Regions from separate parts of the Pan troglodytes genome. Here region 2 is linked to region 1. The links are chromatin contacts, called in public HiChIP or PLAC-seq maps. All regions are on one chromosome and are shown on one strand. The core of a region is the stretch at or near the end of the contact, and the rest is flanking DNA. Distances in the headings are between cores, read along the strand shown. Region 1 holds the start of PPP2R5C (protein phosphatase 2 regulatory subunit B'gamma). Region 2 holds the start of DYNC1H1 (dynein cytoplasmic 1 heavy chain 1).

Region 1 (6,720 bases), core at 2,449-4,948:
CAGGGATGCCTGAAAGGAAGTCACTACCCAATCCAGGTAGCCCTGGGCCAGGAGAGGTGAGGAGGAGGGGCTGAGCACCTGGGGGAGCTAGTGACACAGACAGAGGAGGGCCCGTAAGCACACCACAAAGCTGGAGAAAGACAGCAGTTAAAGAAAGGCGGCATAAAGTCAGAAACAAGTCTGAGATGCAACAGTGTCTCGCTCTGTTACCCAGGCTGGAGTTCAGCGGCATGATCACGGCTCACTGCAGCCTCCATCTGCAGTGATGGCTCAAGCAATCCTCCTGCCTCAGCTTCCTGAGTGGCTGGGACCACAGACGCGTGCCACCACGCCCAGGCTGCTCTTGAACTTCTGGGCTCAAGCAATCCTCCCACCTTGGCCTCCCAAAGTGCTGGGATTATAGGCGTGAGCCACCACACCCAGCTAGAATTAGTTTCTTCAAATGCTAGGCACTGAGTAACACAGAATGCCTAAGACATGATCACTGCCCCTAGGAAGCTCAGCTGAAAATCCAAGTATGCAAGACTGCCTGGATGCCCAGAAGGCCTAGGAACGACATGAAGAAACCTAAGCCCACAAGCCGGGGTCTGTGAGAGCCAAGGGAGAAGGCTTTCTGGGCAGGGTGACCAAAGCTGCAGCCTGGCAGGCAGGGCAGCTCTACACCAGCCTCAGAGGAGCAGGCAGGGCCTACTGTGCTGCAGGCATCTTCACAGAGAAGACACAGGAAGGGCTTCTGAGGGCAGACGCAGGGAAGGGTGCGGGGCTGATTCTCAGTCAAGGGCCATCTTCTGTCTGCCCTGCTCATATGTGCCACTGATGGTATCCAGAGTGAAGCAGTGAACAGTGTAGGGCTGCGGCTGGTGGCTGCAGTGAGGTCAAAGACCTCAGTCCTCTGGGAACCTCTCTGATCCTCCAGAGACCTCAGGGGCACAAATAAAGCAATCCAACATACAGAGAAGACAGACATGGAAAAAGTATGTTTGGGTTTTTAGAGACTGTATTAGTCCATTCTTGCATCACTATATACAAATACCTGAGATTGGGTAATTTATAAAGAAAAGAAGTTTAATTGGCTCATGGTTCTGCAGGCTGTACAGGAAGCCTGGTGCTAGCATCTGCTCAGCTTCTGGTGAAGCCTCAGGGAGTTTTCGTTCATGGTGGAAGGCGAAGGGGGAGCAGGCACTTCACATGGTGAAAGCAGGCTCAAGGTGGGGGGAGGTGCCACATACTTTTAAACAACTAAATTTCATGTGAACTCCAAGCGAGAGCTCACTTATCACCAAGGGGATGGCCCAAGCCATTCATGAGGCATCTGCCTCCGTGATTCAAACACTTCCCAGCAGGCCCACCTCCCACATCGGTGATTACATTTCAACATGGATGTGGGTGGGGATAAATATCCTAACCATGTCAGGGACCATCTCAAAAAAGTGTCCCAGAAGAGCAGGGGTTGGAAGAAAAGGAGTTTTGTGTGATGCAAGCAGTGCCTTCATGAACATGGAATGTGGGGCCATCCTGGAAGAGGTAACCCTCAGCCACACACACACACACACACCCACATAATGGCTTTATATCCTATCTCAATAGCTTGTCCTGAATCCCTTCTTTTGGGAACAGGAGCTATATCTATCTTTAGCGTTCCTGTAAATACCACAGCACCCAAGACACTGCAAGAAACCCAGTGTGTTCTACGGGTAGTCGGTAACTAACTGTCATTAAAGATGGTCCTCCCTAATGTGGGCAAATGAAGCCAGTCCAATGGCCAGTGACGTACACATGCAGTTGTACAGGTAATGGTGTTGAGTCAGATTTCTCTGGTTGCTATGGTTTCAAGGTCACTGGATGTTAATCAGGCAGCTTTGCTGGTACCCTGTCCCTATGCTTTCCCTAAAACTCTAAACTGACCTGAGAAACCTCTAACCTGACATGCAACTAGTCCTCTATGCTATATTTCCAGTTGCCATCTTGGACACCTCTACCTACATTTTGCGGACACAGCAACGTGTCCCAAACTGGAATCTTGTTCCCTTGCAAACCTGCCCTCCACTTGCATCCCTTCCTCATCATTCACTGTGTTGCCCAAACTACAAGCATGACCATTCGCTTTTTATCCTCGATTCTGGCTCTCTGTCGCGTCGGCGATCCTTCCCCCCGTTGCTGTGGAGATGCCTCCCTGGCACGCACCTGAACCATAGCTGGATGCTGATTGCTCTTTCTGCCTCCTGCTTTTACTTCCACCGTCACCTCCTCCACACTCCTGCCACCGATGTCTTCTAAAATGCAAATGTGAGTACATCACTCCCCACTTCAGTATCTGTCAGTGACCCTGAAATGCATTCAAAAAGAAGTACAATATCTTGGCAAGGTCTACCAGTCTTAATTCAGCGTCGCTGTTCCTTCAGTCTCATCTCCGGCCATAACAAAACGTCCTGTGCAGTGCTCTGTCATGCTTCCAAGCCTGACCCCCCTCACCCCAGTCCTGTAGACTTGTCACATGTCATGTCCTTCTGATTGCTGTTTTTTTCTATTTCCATGCAAGCATGCGAACTGCTTGAGGACAAGGGTAGTGCCTTGTTCACCATGAAATTTCTGGCATCATGCTTTGCACATAGTAGTTATCCAACAAATGTGGGTCGAATGAATGAATTGTATGCAACACCGGATCAGGAGATACGATACAAGGATTTTGGTGGCAAAGGATTGTCTCAGAGATGCCTCTAAGCCTCCCTAAGAGTTCATGGCCATAAACCAATAGTTTCAGAGCTACTCCTTTCTGATATGGATATATCCTGGACTTATTAAATTGACAGCACATATTTTATTTTTAAAATGTTATTAAGTTAACTAGGGGCATCGCTCTATCCTCAAAATTGTTTTGGAGACACCATTAACCCACTTAAATTATTAATAAAAAAGCCACTTATTCCGCACAAATAGTTGTTTGAGACTGTCCTGCTTACCTACAGATATTCGTCTAAGAGCCCGCAGACATTCAGACACCCGCAGACAGAACTTACTTTCCTGACCTCCCACAACATTCCTCCCTTTAGATCTTTTTTTTCTTACCCCGTCTTTCAGCTTTCTCATTGCAGAACTGCTGAGAATAATGGAAAATGCTTTGCCTGGAAACTTCCAAGAACAAAACTCCGGGGGCTAAGAGAACGCGATGATTTTTAAGCTGCCAGTTAAGATGCAGCTCCTTCATCATCACAGGTGAAGCACCAATGCCTCTCGCACGTGAAATCCGTACGCTCCTAGAGTCTTACTACCTAATGCATTTCTGCAATCTGGGACGCCTGTCCTTAGCGTCTTCAATAGTTTTGGGCACGAGGTGGACCGCGGAAGCATTGTATTGAAAAGTTAACGTTTTTCCCTTGGACACCCTCTCCTCACAGCTATTAACAAGCTGAGAGAAATCAGGTGACTCCCAGTCATGCAGAGGTTTCCTCACCATTTATGATCAAGCCTAATTAAAGAATAAAAATAAAATCCTATTGGCGCAGCGGCCACCAAGTCTTTGAGGCCTCGCCTCGGTGGGCGGGGCCGACGCCGGAGGAGAGGGGCTGCACATGTGGGCGTGACCTCGCGGAAGGAGCTGCGGAGGGCGGGGCCGGCTGGGGAGGGGCGGGGCTGTCGGGTGGGCGGGACCTCGCGGCAAAAGCTGCGGAGGGCGGGACCAACCAGGAAAGGACGGGACTGTCGGGTAGGCGGGACCTCGCGGGAGAAACTGCGGAGGGCGGGACCAACCAGGGAGGGGCGGCGCTGTCGGATGGGCGGGACCTCGCGGGAGGAGCTGCGGAAAGCTGAGCTGGTGAGGGGAGGGGCTGGTCGAGGGGAGGGGTTGGTGGTGGGGAGGGGCTGGCCGAGGGAAGGGGCTGGCCGAGGGAAGAGGAGGGGAGGGGACGGGCTGGTCGAGGGGAGGGGAGGGCAGGGGACGGGCTGGTCGAGAGAAGGGGAGGGCAGGGGACGGGCTGGTCGAAGGGAGGGGACGGGGTGGTCGAGGGGAGGGGACGGAGGGGAGGGGAGTGGAGGGAGGGGAGGGGAGTGGAGGGAGGGGAGTGGAGGGAGGGGAGGGGAGTGGAGGGAGGGGAGGGGAGTGGAGGGAGGGGAGGGGAGTGGAGGGAGGGGAGGGGAGTGGAGGGAGGGGAGGGGAGTGGAGGGAGGGGAGGGGAGTGGAGGGAGGGGAGGGGAGTGGAGGGAGGGGAGGGGAGGCGGGGCCCAGCGGTGTCCCGCGAAACTGCCGCTCGCTCGGTTCCCGGGCCTCCCCGTGCGCCTCAGTGCAAAGCGTGCCAGGCACTCTTGACTGCAACGAGAGCCGCGGCGGTGAGGGGGCAAGGCCAAGAGGCCACGGTTCGCGTTTCGCCGGCTGCAGAAGTTGTTGCCATACATTTCAAATGTGCATTTCCTACGTCTCACGCTCTGTCTTGCGCCTCCACAGCGGGCCACGGCCCTGTCACCGCAGTCGCAGCCACGTGCTCCCTCCCCTGAGTCGGCTCAGCTCTGCTCAGCGGTCAGCCCCGCGCCAGGAGGCCGCGGCCTGCCTGAGGCCGGCTCGCAGCGACTCGCGACGGAGGGCGGGGGCGTGAACGGGTCGCGCGGAGAGGGTGGGGGGAGCAGGGAGCGTTAGGGCACGTGGGGGCGCGTCGACCAATGGCAGGGCGCTGTTGAGGGCAGCGGGGCGGGGCCGGGCGCAGGGGCGGGGCGAGCGGCGGGCGGGGAGGGGCGGGGCGGCCGGCCGGGGGTGGGGAGGAGAGGGGCGGGGCGGGCCGGCCGGGGGAGGGGCGGAGAGACGCCGCCGCTGCCGCCGCCGCCGCCGCCGCCGCCGCCGCGGCTGCCGCAGCCTCTGGGAGCCTGGAAAAGGGGAAGCGAGAGCAAGCGAAAGACTCAGTCCCCGGGCGGCGGCGGCGGCGGCGGCGGCCGCGGGGGCGCGACGGCCGGGGCGGGGGCGCTGCTGCTGCGGGGGCAGGCGGCGGCAGGGGCGGCGGCGGCGGCGGCGGCCCGCTCCAGCCATGCCGAATAAAAACAAGAAGGAGAAAGTGAGTCCGGGCCCGGCCGCGGGACGGAGGGAGCGGGGAGGGACTGCCGGGGGAGGGCGCGACGGCACCGGGGTCCTGCGCCCGGGCCCCGGCTCAGTTCCCCGCCTGACGCCGCGGGCTTCGCGTCCCCGAGGGCGGCCGAGCCAGGCATCCCCGGGCTTCTCTCGGCCTCATGCCCGGTGGGGGCGGGGAGCCCGGGGATCGCGCCGGAGCCGCGGGGCGCAGGCCCGGGCCGCTGGGACCTTCGTGATGGGCCGGGGCTGGGCGTGGAGGGAGGGCGCGGCCCGGGGAGGGGGTCGGAGGGGCGCCCGTTTCCGACAGTGCGGCGTGGGCTTGGGCCGGCAGGTGCGGCCGCCGAGGGGGTTCGCAGCCTCGCAGACTCCCGGAAAGGAGCTTCAGGGATGGGGGCTGTAGACGCCTGGGGAGGGACCCCTGGACGGGGGAAAGGGAGCGAGAAGGGACCGCGCTGAGAGCTGGTAAGGAATTATCTGCCGCCCCGGAGGGACGCTCTGGGGCTCTCAAACACTATTATTATCCTGGGTGGCGGCGGCGGTGAGGGCTGCGAGCAAGGGTGCTGCGTTTGCATTCGGGGGGGGCGGGTATGTTTCTGCTTCAGGTGGAGCTCTGTAGCGTTTCATTATCACCCCAGAAATCCTCACTCATAGGGTTTAGGGTGGGAGGGTAGAAAGGGATGTGATGTGGATCTCAAAATGCCAGAAGCACTGTATAAAATTGGATTTATCTGTTTTCTGCTTGAAGTTTTCAACCTCAAATGCAGATAAAACGAAAAGAATCTGAATGGGGGGTGGGGGGCATTGCACTGTTGGAATCCTAAACGGTATGATACAGAATTTCCTAATGGTATGAATTAAAAATATCAGAAGCTGTAGTTGTATAAATCACTTTTAAAACTGCATTTGGCTTATCTGATGTTTACCTGTCTAAAAAGTGAGAAGACTAATTGACTTTGCTTGATGTTTACCAGGAATCACCAAAAGCAGGGAAGAGTGGAAAAAGTTCAAAAGAAGGACAAGACACAGTAGAATCAGAGGTAACTGTCATCAAATATTGACTTTGTATTTTATACACAGCTTTTAACTTAAGGTAGAAAAACCGAGAGTGATAAAGCCTAGAATCTTCTAAAATGTTTCTCTATGTGAGGTTTTTTTTTTGTGGTGTCTTTCATAATCCTCAATTTTAGTTGTTTAGGTATTTACTGTTTTGCTTTGGAAAACTATTAATGATTTTATGAAAATTGTGCTTGCCTGTGGAGTTTGTTTGTGGGTTTTTGGGGGGTTTTTTGTTTTTTATTTTTTTGAGACGGGGTCTCACTTTGTCACGCAGGCTGGAGTGCAGTGGCGCAATCTCTGCTCACTGCTACCCCTTGCCGCCCAGGCTCAAGTGATCCTCTTACCTCAGCCTCCCAAGTAGCTGGGACCACAGGAACATGCCACCACACCCAGCAATTTTTTTTTTTTTTAATACAGTCTCACTCTGTCGCCCAGGCCGGCAGTGCAGTGGCGCGATCTTGGCTCACTGCAACCTCTGCCTCCTGAGTTCAAGCAATTCTCCTGCCTCAGCCTCCTGAGTAGCTGGGATTACAGGCACCCGCTACCACGCCCGGCTAATTTTTGTATTTTTATTAGAGACGGGGTTTCACCAGGTTGGTCAGGCCGGTCTTGAA
Region 2 (6,720 bases), core at 2,947-5,446, 200 kb after region 1:
TCGAGCCATTGCACTCCAGCCTGGGCAACAAGAGCGAAACTCCATCTCAAAAAAAAAAAGAAAGAAAAGAAAGAAAGAAAAAAGAAAATCCAAGGCTAGAGGGCGCTGGAGAGGGCGTGCTGATAGAACACAAACCAGCCTGAGGGCCAAGCCTTGGGCCCCTCCAACCTTCAGAGGTTGCGAAGAGCAGGATCCAGCAGAGGAGACTGAGAAGGAACCTTGGTGACGAGGAGGATCTGGAGAGTGCGGCCACCAAAAGCCAGGTGAAGGTGGTGTTCAGAGAAGGAGGGAGTGCCAGCTGCATCAGTGTGTCCACGGGTGAAGCAAAATGAGGACTGAGAACTAGTCACTGGATTTGGCCATGCGGAAGTCACTGGTGACCTTGCCAAGAGTGCCTGCCCATGAATGTGGGGATGGGGTGGGAAAGGCAGTGCCCACATATGCTTCTTCTCAAGGAGTTTTGCTGGAAAGGGCAGCAAAGCAGTGGAGAGGTGCTGGCAGTGGGCTACGGTAGGGCTTCCTTCTTTTCCTTTTAAAGAAGGGATAGAATAGCTCAGACATCGGTGGAAAAAATCTAGGAGAGAGAGAGAACATCTGGGAGCGAAGGGAGAATTTCAGAGGTGATAACCCTGAGAGGAGATGGAGGCAGCACACCCAGGGAGTAGTGGTCCTGGCTGGGGACACCGACAGCCTTTGGTAAGAGAAGGGGCCACACACTACCAGAGGGAAGGGCCAGGGCGGTGTCAGAGGTTTTGAGGGTCTGCAGGCAGCCTGGGTTAATCCAGGGGTCAGGAGAGCCAGGTGGGAATTGTCTGCCCAGGTAGAGACAAGATTCACTAACATCTTCCCCATGGGCAGTGGGGTGCATGCTGGCATTTTCATTGTCATTACTTGTTCTGTGACCCTGGACAAGCAAGCCAGGTGACCTTGGGCAGGTGAGCCTGCTGTCACCAGGATGGATGGGCAGCAGGCTGGGGAGGTGGGACCCCTGCAAGCGGAAGAAAATTCCATGCGACCCATCCTTTGCTGCCACTAGACGGCGCCAAGAGACCATTCCGTTCTCACCACGCGCTTCAAACTCCAACCTGCTGGGGTCAAAGCCTCCAGGAACCAGATCTGGCTCAAGCCTCACCCTGAGGCTCATTTGACAAGGAATCAAGACAGAAAGGGGGTGGATCCTGGAATGAGCTTCCTGAGAAAGCGTCCTGCAGCCCTGCGAACCTGTGAAGTCCCAGCCTTGCCCTCCAGCAGCACCCTGACAGCCCCAGAGATGTGGCCAGGAAGGTCCTGATCCACAGTGCACCCCGTGTCCCCACGGCGACCGCCAGCGCCCCTTCCTCGGGGTAAGGCATTAGTTTCACACCCACCAACCAAGTGCACGCTTTGGTCCAGGCCCCGCTGGTGCTGAGAATCCCGAGAAGCTTAGACCTCCCTGCTCTCACAAGTGGGGATGAATGAATGAACGAATGAGCCCAAGATGGAAATTCTTTTTCTTTAAATTTATTATTATTATTATTATTATTATTATTATTATTATTTAGAGACGGGGTCTCACTCTCTTGCACAGGCTGGAGTGCAGTAGTGAGATCACAGCTCACTGCAGCCTCGACCTCCACCTCAACCTTTTGAGTAGCTGGGAACGAGGGTGTGCACCACCACACCTGGCCCAATGTGGAATTTCCAGGGAGTGGAGGGGAGATCCTGGGCACAGAGCCTGAAAGGGCTGGGGCAGCAGGGGTTCCTCTGAGGGGGTTGGTCCTGCCCGAGGGTTGTGAGAGGGAGAGGAAGGATGGTATGAAACTGGGCACCCGACTTGAGACTTGGACTTGAGGAGACATTGTTAAGAGAAGGGTGGGAATGAACGGGATCTCATCACGGATTTCCAATAGGATACAAGTGCCCTACCAGCCACTATCATCCCACATCAACCTAGAACGAATTATCTCTCCAGCTTGCCCTGCCCCGAGTCTGTCCAAGCAGACTCTACCACAGACAGGAGAAAGCTGAGGCAGCGGAACAAGAGACGGGAGAGGCCAGGTTTGGGTGAGGGGCCCTACCCCCACCAGGGTCAGCTTGGGGTGTGCTGAAGCCAGAGTCCTGTGCCAGGAGGCAGAAGGGGCACCTTGAAAGAAGCTCCCCACACCCTTCAGCCCTGGCACAGCCCAGCCAGCCACCCAGGTAATGCACTTAAAGTGCTCAGCACCCAGTCAGCGTTGACTGCTCTTCTCATTATATATTAAATACAACAAACATCTTCCAAGAACAAAAAGCAAGCATGTTTGGTCCATTTATGAATCCTTGTACACTGATTGTTCAGGTTCCTTCAGTTCCCATCCACTTAGAAATAACAAACATGTTTCATTTTGAGCCTATCCTACAGGGCCGCAAATCCGGAGCCTGCAGTTTGTTCTCTTGGCCTGGGGCCAGGTTGCCGATGTTTGAGTCCCTTGGATCCCTGAGTGGCTGCGTCTCCCAGTCTGGTGCTGACTCATGGTGCAGCCAGCATGCAGCCTGCCCATTGGCCAGGTCCCTGCAGGTTTCTGAGTCTCAGATGGTGGATGGCCTATTCAGAGTTCACTGATCTGCACCTAATAGAGTTTCCTCTTTGTCCCTCTTTCTACCCCTAAAGTACATGTGAGGGGAAACCCTCTGCATAGTGCCTAGCACGCAGTGAGCACTCAGCGTTCGCTGTCAGTGGTGTGTTATTATTATTCATTACCATTAGGATCCTTGCACAAACTCATCGCAGTTGCCTATTTATTTTTTCCAGGAAGATTATTCAGAACTGCTTAGGCACATCACACCAGGGCGGACTGATGGAGAGCAGGAAGATGGGTTATTCATCTGTCCCCTCTTCCACATGCTCCTTAAAGACAAGAATCATTAGTCTCCGTGTTCCAGCAACCCCCTGGGACCCAGCAACCGGTAATTAGGCAAGGAATAAGCTTATTGTATGTTTCACAGTTTTTCAAAGATGATTTGGGAGAATCAAATCATACCATCATCATTCCACCAATCAGGACTCGGCACTCTGACAGTGCACTTTGATGTTTAAAAAAAACAAAAAAAAAACAAACAAAAAAAAACGCCATTGGCTTCCCTCTCTCCACCCAACTTAAGAAAGAAGTTATGAATGTGAACTTTCAAAGGCCAATTACTACCCCTTAGAAGAACCTACCATCTCTAAACTACAAAGATGGGCAGCCTGGATTCTATTATTTTTATTATTTTACAAAATTTTTAATTTTTAAATACACATAGAGATAGGGTCTCGCTAGGTTGACCAGGCTGGTCTTGGAACTTCTGGCCTCAAGCAATCCTCCCATCTCAGCCTCTCAAAATGCTAGGATTACAGGCGTGAGCCACCGCACCCAGCTGGGCAGCCTGGATTCTGGCTCTTATGTAGTCATGGTGTAGGGGAGGAGGTCGTGGTGGGTCCGAACTAGGGGGAAACTTGGTGGGCAGGCAACCCAGCCCCTGCCTTGTACGGACCCAGATACTGAGGCCCACAGAATGACAGTGCCAGCTCTAGGGGGCTGGAGGAGAGTCATTGCTGGAGGTAGCTGTTCTCAGTAGGTCTCCCTCTTGGTCCTCACAGCGTCCTCGGGGACAATGATTTTTGTCATTAGGAACCAGATCCCATCACAGCTTGGCTTTACGTACAGTGAAGGTGTCATTCCTGGCTTAACCTTACACTGCCCCGAAGGCCCCCTCCCCAGCTGTCCGTTTCCAGCCTGGCAATGGGACTCTCTGAGCACGCCCCTCATCTCCTCCCCCTCTGAAAAGTATCCTCAATCTCCCCGTCTATATCTAATAACACATCTGTCGTGCCTATATTTTGGTACCTGATATGTAGTCATTCATTCATTCAATGAGAGAACATTTAATGAGAGGTTAAGGGCTTAGAACAACGCCGGGCACAGGCTAAGCGCTCACTAAACGTTAGCTCTCGCCAATAACATCACTCATTCACTATAAAGTTTCTCTGGCTGTGTGCTATTCGCTGCGTCCACAGCAGTGAAGAAGACAGACGCGGCCCCTGACCAACCTCGCCGAGCGCGCCGAGCCAGGACGTTGAGCCAAGTCCCCATGTCCTAGGACTCGCAGTGCGGAGGCTGCGGGCCCCGACCAGCGCCGAGACTACAAGTCCCAGAAGGGCGCGCGGCGACATCGCCGGGCCCGCCCCCCGCGCACGCGCGACGCCGTGACGCTAAGGCCGCGAGCGAGCGCGGGTGGCTGCGGCGGCTGCGGCCGGCGGGGCGGGGCGGGGCCAGCTGGCAGTGGCTGCCTTTAGGGCGGGGCCGGCTCCCGGTCTCCTCAGTCTGCGGTGGGCTAGCGGACGGTCCGGCTTCCGGCGGCCGTTTCTGTCTCTTGCTGGCTGTCTCGCTGAGTCGCGGCCGCCTTCTCATCGCTCCTGGAAGGTCCAGAGCGCGGCACCATGTCGGAGCCCGGGGGCGGCGGCGGCGAGGACGGCTCGGCCGGCCTGGAAGTGTCGGCCGTGCAGAATGTGGCGGACGTGTCGGTGCTGCAGAAGCACCTGCGCAAGCTGGTGCCGCTGCTGCTGGAGGACGGCGGCGAGGCGCCGGCCGCGCTGGAGGCGGCGCTGGAGGAGAAGAGCGCCCTGGAGCAGATGCGCAAGTTCCTTTCGGACCCGCAGGTCCACACGGTGCTGGTGGAGCGCTCCACGCTCAAAGGTGCGGGGCCGCGGAGGGCAGGGTCGCCAGAGCCAGGCCTCGCGGAATGCAGGGCCTGCCAGGTCCTCCGGGGCCGCAGATGTCCCCGGGATGGGAGGAGCCCGGCAGCTTCAGATGACCCCGGGATGGGCAGAGCCCGGCGGCCGCAGACGTCCCGCCGGCTGGGTCCCCAGGGCCGCAGACGCCCCGCAGAGGCCGGCGCGGCGCCCGGGGCTCGCCCTCGCCACACCCACTGCCCGGCCCGGAGCCCCCAGGGCGCCCGGCTCTTGGTCGCGGGGAGGGGAAAGGGGTCCCCGTCTGCCGTCACCCAAAACAATGGGGTCGCTTTGTCTGCTCGGGCCTCTCAAGATGGCCGAGTTGGGTGGAGACAGCGTCTCCCTGGGCTGAGCGCGGGCGAGGCCGCATCCCTGCCTCCAGTGTCACATGAGCTTTTCGGTTTCGATTTGCGTCCAAGCCAAGTGGCCTTCGGGAGGGATGTGTCGGGGACAGACCCGCGGAGCTGGGGGCAGCCGGGGTTCTGGTTCGGGAGGAGGTCGGGCGGGTGTCCCAGCCCTGCCTTGTGGGGACCCAGAGGCCGAGGCCCACAGAGCGACTGTGCCAACCCCGGGCCTGCGAGCATCACTGTTGTAGGTGGATGCTCTCACAGCATCCTTGCTGAACGGGTGTATCCTGATTTTACACCTGAGGAAACTGAGGCTCAGGTTAAGTGATTTCACCCAAGGTCACCAGCTAATCCTAGTCCTGAGACTAGACTCAGTGTCTCAGCTCCCCGTCCACTGCTTGTTTTCGCTGATCATACCTCGTATTTGTTTAATGCTTCGATGATGTTAATGATAACCCTGTAATATTTGAGTCTAATTTTACAGATTAAAAAAAAAAAAAGATTCAGGTTAGGCACCTAGTAGGGGGAAGAGGCTAGAGTTAGCGTGTTCCAGCTGTCTCCTCAAATAATGATCGCCCACCAGCAAGGTTACATTCATCTAAGTCTGGGGCTTGCCTGCAGGCAGGCTTTCTCATGGATTCATTACAACCACTTTGTAGCCCATTACAACCACTTTGGGCGTGGCATGTCCATCTAAGAACCTAAGGATGACGTCCAAGGTTAGCCTCTAGGGATTGGAGATTGTCTAAAAATATTTGCCAACAAGCTTCTTAAAATTTCAAAAAACTGTATGGTTCTCTCAGTGAGAGACCCTGTACTGTCTGCCCCATCCTTAACACACACTGTGTTTCTGATAGTTTGTTTCTTTCAAAGGCTATTCTTACTCAGAAGATGCTTCCCTGTAGCCTTGGTTTCCTGCCAGAGATTAGCAGGGTGTAAAAGAATATTTTTTTCTTATATCCACTTGGAATGTTCAAGGCAAATAAACCATTTGAGCATATTTAGAGTATTAATGTTTTTGAGGGTTGTTTACTGTGATGTTTGGGATTATGTATTCCTAAGTGGAAGCCACAAAAGTTAAAAAAAAAAAAACTTATCTACTCTTTTTTTTTCCCAAAAAACATATAGTCATTGTAGAAAATGTACTATACAGCTAAAGTAAAAATCACCGGGAATTGTTTGACCCAGATATAATCACTGTCAGCATTTTTGGTTTATGTCTTTGTGGTCATTTTTCAATGCATATTCATCATTTTATTAAAATACATTTTAATCTGCATTTTTAAAGTTAATTGTATTTTGAGTAGCTTGACCATTGCTAATCCTTGATATTTTTATTGCATAGTTTATGTATTAGAATCAGTGATTTTATTTTTTTTACCTTGTGTCACTCTTTTTATGAAAAAAAATTTAAGTTTTATACTTTGCTTCTAGAGTGATCACCAGTAATTCGCTTTTTCCAGGCATCTTAAAATTGGACGTTGCTAAAATTATTGGGGTGGGGGGACTATGTTTATGTAGTACAATATCTACTGCAAATTCTCTCTGTTGTCTTATGAGTACCTTTTTTTCTTTCAGCAAAACAAATATGCAGGTATCCAAATCTTGGCTCCATAATGACTTGCACTTTTGAAAGTTGACTAA

Evidence for each region. HiChIP or PLAC-seq counts read pairs in DNA pulled down with a chosen protein or histone mark.
Region 2: a contact with region 1 is called in an H3K4me3 HiChIP or PLAC-seq map of stem cell-derived excitatory neurons, with 6 times the contacts expected there. The contact joins the promoter of DYNC1H1 here to the promoter of PPP2R5C in region 1. A contact is called at or near these places in 1 of 7 Hi-C or Micro-C datasets (induced pluripotent stem cells) and 1 of 1 datasets of contacts at active chromatin or transcription factors (stem cell-derived excitatory neurons).

Annotation. Positions count from the first base shown.
Region 1 is chr15:99,773,207-99,779,926 of NHGRI_mPanTro3-v2.0_pri, forward strand. PPP2R5C (protein phosphatase 2 regulatory subunit B'gamma) reads left to right here and starts at 3,699. Exons shown (of 14, transcript NM_001280086.1): 1 at 3,699-3,811; 2 at 6,022-6,087. The coding sequence starts at 3,770.
Region 2 is chr15:99,974,687-99,981,406 of NHGRI_mPanTro3-v2.0_pri, forward strand. DYNC1H1 (dynein cytoplasmic 1 heavy chain 1) reads left to right here and starts at 4,197. Exons shown (of 78, transcript XM_016926971.4): 1 at 4,197-4,694. The coding sequence starts at 4,439.